Linked DNA regions of Capsicum annuum: region 1 is linked to region 2. The links are chromatin contacts, called in public Hi-C maps. All regions are on one chromosome and are shown on one strand. The core of a region is the stretch at or near the end of the contact, and the rest is flanking DNA. Distances in the headings are between cores, read along the strand shown.

Region 1 (3,124 bases), core at 393-2,892, 140 kb after region 2:
GATGTAGATCTAGCAAATAATGAACATTTCCCACTAACCACACTTCATCATCATCATTTTAATCTTCAATATCCAGAATTACTATAAATTAACCAAAAAAAAGTTGCTTTATTACCAACTCAGAGAAAGTTGGCCTAGTGGAGAATTAAAGTGAGTTGTTGCACTAATTATGGAGATTATGAAATTGACATCATGAGTATTAGGTACTAAGCACATTTCACATCAGAAAACATAAAGCATCAAACCACCAAAACAAGAAAATAACAGGACCATATAATGAGGCTAGTGTAATGTACCTTGAAGGCTACAGGATTCTTGCTAATGTTCTTGATTCTAATAGCACTCTTGACTTGTTTACCAGGCTCATCTACAAAAAGGGATAAGAATAGAATAAGCATAATCCAATAAATAATTTTAAAAAAAAATAGAAAGACAACCCTTAATTAGACATAAGAATTATTATTACTGCTAAATAGTCAATTTTCATCCAAAACATAGAATAGAAAACAAAATTCTGGTTTAGTTAATATTGGTCCATTAAGTTTATGTAACATAATAATACTCCTGGTGAAGTAGCTACAAAGTAAAATATATAACTTACTAGAATCAAAAATCAACATTCCTTTTCAGTAAACATAAAAGTAATGTAGCAAACTTTCTTTCTATTAAATCCAAATTAAGACATATTAGCAACAGAAAAGAACTCCTTCAGTTTCAATTTTAGTGTCTTAGTTTGACTAGTTATGTAATTTAAGAAAATAAGGAAAACTTTTAAATCTTGTTATCTTAAACTTAAACTAGAAATATGTGTGATGTACTAAAATACTATTTGAATATTCTGATCTTAAACAAGTCATATAGAATGTCGGAATTAGAAAGTTACCAAAGATAGGAAAAGTCATTCTTTATTTAAAACAAACTAAACAAAGGTAAGACAACTAAATTGAGACTGAGCAAGTAGCAAAATAACTGATCAAATTACCTATGTGATGAGAAATCAACCCATTATGCAAAAGAAAACTCAAAAAAGATGCCACATCAGTTGCGGGTATGGTCTAATTCATGACAAACAATTAGATATAGCCAGAAAATTTAACAAGAATAGCGAAAATGATGAACATACATGGAAAGTAAAGCTTGTTTGGTGGATCAAGACTGAGCTTACGACGCGTTGGAAGAAATGATTTTGCAACAGAAGAAACTTTAAGTGAAGCATGAATATTAGAATGATGATCCACAGAAATGCCATTATGGTTCTGATGCTGAAACTGTTGTTGTTGCTGCTGCCTAAAAGATGATGAAGAAGAAGCAACAGAAGAAGAAGTAGCAGCCACTGAACTGCTGTTTGAATGCCAAAATGGAAGTTTACATAGTCCCCAAATTTTTCCATCTACAGATTTTTCATTACCAAGTGCCATTGTTTGTTGTTGTTCTTGCTGTGTTAGGCAGTTTGGTTTATTATTATTACTACTAGCACCAAAATTTTTGCTATAGCATTTAGGGGTGGGGGTGAGTGGGGTGGAGGGGTGGGGGTGCGAGGGGGCATAGGATGCGAGTTACATAGCGTGGGAATGATGGGTTGCTGTCATAATGTGTATGGGGAGTGTGACAACAGTTATTGCTGTTGTTGCATTGGTTCTCTTCAAATTAAAAGTTGTCTTAAATACTAAGGCGCCGTCTCAGCACGAAAATCATAATTTTTTAAAGTTGGAGTTAGAATTGGAGTTGGATAAGATTATAAGAGTATAATTCAATTACTCCCACTATTTTAATAGCATTCTTTCTAAAACTATTTATTTTAATTTAGTTGTCTTTTATAAAATCAAGGAAATATTATTATGTTCTCTCAGTACTACCTGTATAATTAAATGACTAAATAAAATGTATATATTCAAATTTTTATTTTTAAGAATAAAGTATCAAATCCACGCCTACTAATGGAATTGTGAGAAACACACCTATCACCTTTAATTTGAGAAACACACCTAAACTATCACTTTTAGTTTGAAAAACACACATAACTATCACTTTAATTCAAGAAACACACCTAAAAGCTGATTACACCAAATATTTTCTTACAAACTCTTTATATGTATCTAGTCATTAAAAATAGTCCACATAACATATTTTTATTCTTAATTGCTAACACATTATTTGTTTTCATTTTAAAATATTTTGATTAATTTTTATTTATTTTAAGGTGTGTTTCTCAAATTAACCAGTGATATTTTAAGTGTGTTTCTCATACCCTCGATAGTTTAGGTATGAAACTCAAAAAAAGAGGATAGTTTAGGTGTGTTTTTGACGCTTTATTATATTTTCAAATCATAATTAATAAGACTAATTTGGTAAAATATACCCTAATAAATTTTTGTAAGAGAAGTGTCAAGTTAACAAGGGTCAATTATTTTAAAACGAATGGAGTAACATATTTCTTGTTAATTCTTTATTTTTTGTCCATTTACGTGCATCTTAATTTTAAAATAATTAATGTCAATAGAGAAAAGTTGGAAAAAATTTAATCCTCCCAATCTTACTTTGGTATCAAATATTATTCCTTATTTATTACTCCCCCCATTTAAAAAAGAATGATTTACTTTTTTTTTTAGTCCATTTAAAAAAGAATGATTTTTTTTTTTTGTAATACTTTAATATCAAATCTCCACATGGCATGATTAGGACCACAAGATTAAAGCACATTTTGGTACATTTGATATAACTTTAATAAGGTCACAAGATTCAAAAATCTCATTTATTTTCTTAAACTTTATGTCAAGTCAAAGTAGGTTATTCTTATTGAAATAGAGGGGTATTACTTTTGACATAGTAAAATTACTTTTATTATTTATATTATTTTTAAAAAATTTATTAATTTAATACGTAATAAACAAGTATTGATAGATAGAGAGTCTTCTTTTCCTTTTACATATTTTTTTTTTTGTTCATTTCTTTTCATGTGACAATAGAGTGATTTGCATGAGTTACTAGTACGTTTAACTTATATGTTGTAATATACTCTCTTTGCTAGTACGTTTAACTTATATGTTGTAATATACTCTCTTTACTAGTACGTTTAACTTACATGTTGTAATATCCCCTCTTTTACTGATACGTTTAATAGATA
Region 2 (3,190 bases), core at 291-2,790:
ATTGGAAGAAGAGAAATTATAAGATTGATTGCAAGAAGGGTCTTGAGCAAATAAATTCACTATGGAACGAAACTCATTCCAAGCCCTAAAATCAGACATTTTGATAGTCGGGGTTGAAGAAGACTTTAGAGTTTTGGCTATATCTGGGATAAACAGTAATGACGAGTGATTTGGATGAGGAATCAGTGGGATCATTCTTGGTTGGGGACGATGGAGTAGATGAAGCCATTAAATAAAATTTAAAGCTTTGAGTGAAGCAATGTGGTTAAAGTTCAGAAGTAATGATCATGGAGTGTAGATTCGACAATAATTTATATAGATGGAGAGAAGAAGAGAGAGAAATAAGGAAGTTGAAACATATAGGGGTAAATGGGTATGATAGGAGCGAAGAATATGAGAGGGAAATGGGACAATGATACGAAGGCGGCGACAGTTTTTTGAAAAGGAGAAGGACTTCTGAGTTTTGGCAGTTACAAAAAAGAGTGTTGAAGGTAAACTATTGAAACGTAAGTGCCTAGCCGTTTCATAATGCATACTTAATCACTAACTCAAGTAAATCATACATGAAAAAATCCATGAGCTCCACTGCTTTTAATTTTTTTCTTTTTGCTTCGTTCTACCATTTTTATTTTACATATAACATTTGCACTCAATGTGATGTTCGAGAATATTGACAAGAAACTATTATTTTCAGCTAGCTATCAGTTGCAGTTTGCTGGAAAGATTTTTTTTTCATTATTTTTACCACTATTTCTTTTAAGTAATGTGAGAATAATTTTATCATATAGAATTTTTGCAGCTTGAAGATGTTAGATTCTTTCTTTTTTTTTGTGATCTTTTTGATAGCAATGAGCAATACTCCTTTATTGAGGTTCCTTGAATGCATAGTTTGTACAATTTTCTGACAGATCTTCACAATCTTAGTATGATAATTTTAAAAAGTCCTTCATAAGGTTAAAAAGTGTTATTTCTGAAGGTTTTTTGGTCATTCGTTTTTATTATTGTGTAAATTTGCAAAGACTAAGTCTATTTTAAAATTATATGTTGTTACTTTGTATTACATTCTATCTGACTATTAATTGCTTGGATGTGTTGATTTGATGGATATCCAACTATTTTAGTTGTTAAAGTAGCTTGACTTGGTTCTAAGAGATTGACTTCCTAACTATTGGTATTCCTAATGTAATGTTTGCAGCAAGTATGAGTATAGGCTTTTGCATCTAAAGTACAAGATTTTTGCTATTTAAAATACAACTCAAATCCTTTAATTTTAATTATTTAATTCTCTTGAGTGATTAGTTCAACTATGAAAAATAAAGTTGAAACTAAAAATTAAAATTAATTAGAAAATTTTAATAATTATAAATTCATAATAGACTTTTTGAAGGATGTGTCAGAAAGCTAAGAAATGAAAATTCTTAGAATAAAGATTAGAAATATTTGTGCATGTCCTCGAAAGTATTGCTTTATTTCTCTTTAATGATGATCGAAGGTAAAATAAATAAGAAATTATCTCCCCAAAAGTCGAACCTCATATGCACATTAGTATTGCAAAATACCCGTGACTGCTGGTAATTTATTAGGCAAAGCTTAATAAAGACGTATTTACTGAAATCTAAATTTTTTTTAGTACTTTTAAGTGATACTGTATTTTTTTTTTCTTACAAAATTATCCACCTCCCCTAACACAACCACCTTTCCGCCACACAGTTTGTATAAATATAAATTCATTTTAAAACACAAACTGTACCTACCTAACTCTAAAATCTCACAAAAATTTCCCAAATTTCGTTTTATTATCTTCTTGATTCAGACATATTGTAAAATCTGGTGTTACAATTTTCATTGCTCAATTAGGTATGTATGTGTTCTTAATCCTTCAATTCACAGATTTATTAATTGAGATTTATTTTTCTGCTCTTTGTTTTGTGTTCTAGAAGAAATTAATTTTTTAGAAAATAGTGTGGGTTTTATAAGTCAACTATATATCTTTTAAGGTGTAAATTTTCTTTTTTCTTGTTATGTATCTCAAATTGGTTGTTAAAAGAAGCTGAATTCGGGAAATTAGTGTGAGTTATATTCTTTGGATTAAGCTTTTTCTGTTTAACAAGTCAATTTTTATGGATAAGTCAACAAATTTATCGATTTTTGATGCATTGGGTTGATTTATATATCTGCGTTAGAGTATTGAGCTGTTTAGTTGTTTAATTGTCCAAAAATAATCCCTTGTTCAACGGAAAATCTAATGTGAACCTTTGAAATTTTTTCCAAAACGAAAAAGTTGAATCCTTGTTTAGAGAAAAAATTGCATCTTCCAAAGGTGCAAATTAAGAAATTACTTTCTGGGGTTATGGATGATGCTTTGGTGCAACCATTTTTTTTTCTTTTTCTGATAACCGTGGTATCCTGGCTAGCTTTTCCAGTGCAACGAGTATTTCAAGAAGGGGCCGCAATTATTACCAATAGCAGCCTTCTACTTCCTCTTCTTCCCTTTCCATTCTTCAATCGCTTCCTCTTCACGTCGTATGCTTTTTTTAAAAAAAAAAAAAATCCCTTTTCATGTCTTGAATGATGATGCTGATAAGCTTGGACCCTTGTATGCGATGATTATGTAAAATCTTTGCTATTTAAGGACCCTGTTGATCTAATATTTTTGCTCTAGAGTACTGAGCTGTTCAGTTTTTTAATTGTCCAAAATTTGATACAAGGAAGAATCAGTCATCACATTTTCCATTTCTCGTTTGTTATTTTACTTTTCTTTGCATATAAGAAATTAGGTGATTTATTTATTTATTTATTTATTTGTTTTTTCTTTAAAAGTTTTAATATTGCTATTTTTGGAGTTGATTTTGAGGTAATTAATTGTGGGTTCTTGAAATATTTGGATTTAGCAGGCAGCAGAAGATTGGTGACATATAAAGTATTGTTCAGCTCTTTCTGATTTGAAAAGATACATTTTCTTGTGGTGTTGGTGGAGTAGAGACAATGGAGGCTAGAGTTTCACAGAGCCTTCAGTTGTCCTCATGGATAAATTCAGATAACATAGTAAGGAAACCGAGTGGTTCGTTACGTTTATCTGAGAAATGGTATGAAAAAACAAGGCATCGGATAGTCGTATCCTGCCGTTTCCAGCCTAGAAAAGCTGCACATTCTGATAGACGAGTACAGTTGAAAGTTTCCTGTTCTTCCC

Evidence for each region. A called contact is a pair of places that touch in the nucleus more often than the background predicts.
Region 1: a Hi-C map of placenta shows a contact between it and region 2, with 2.6 times the contacts expected there. The contact joins the promoter of LOC107856801 here to the promoter of LOC107856793 in region 2. A contact is called at or near these places in 2 of 5 Hi-C or Micro-C datasets (leaf and placenta).

What each region holds. Positions count from the first base shown.
Region 1 is chr7:201,054,918-201,058,041 of UCD10Xv1.1, forward strand. LOC107856801 (vesicle-associated protein 4-2) reads right to left here and starts at 1,643. Exons shown (of 7, transcript XM_016701773.2): 1 at 1,124-1,643; 2 at 297-367. The coding sequence starts at 1,418.
Region 2 is chr7:200,918,315-200,921,504 of UCD10Xv1.1, forward strand. LOC107856793 reads left to right here and starts at 1,541. Exons shown (of 5, transcript XM_016701764.2): 1 at 1,541-1,857; 2 at 2,895-3,190. The coding sequence starts at 2,986.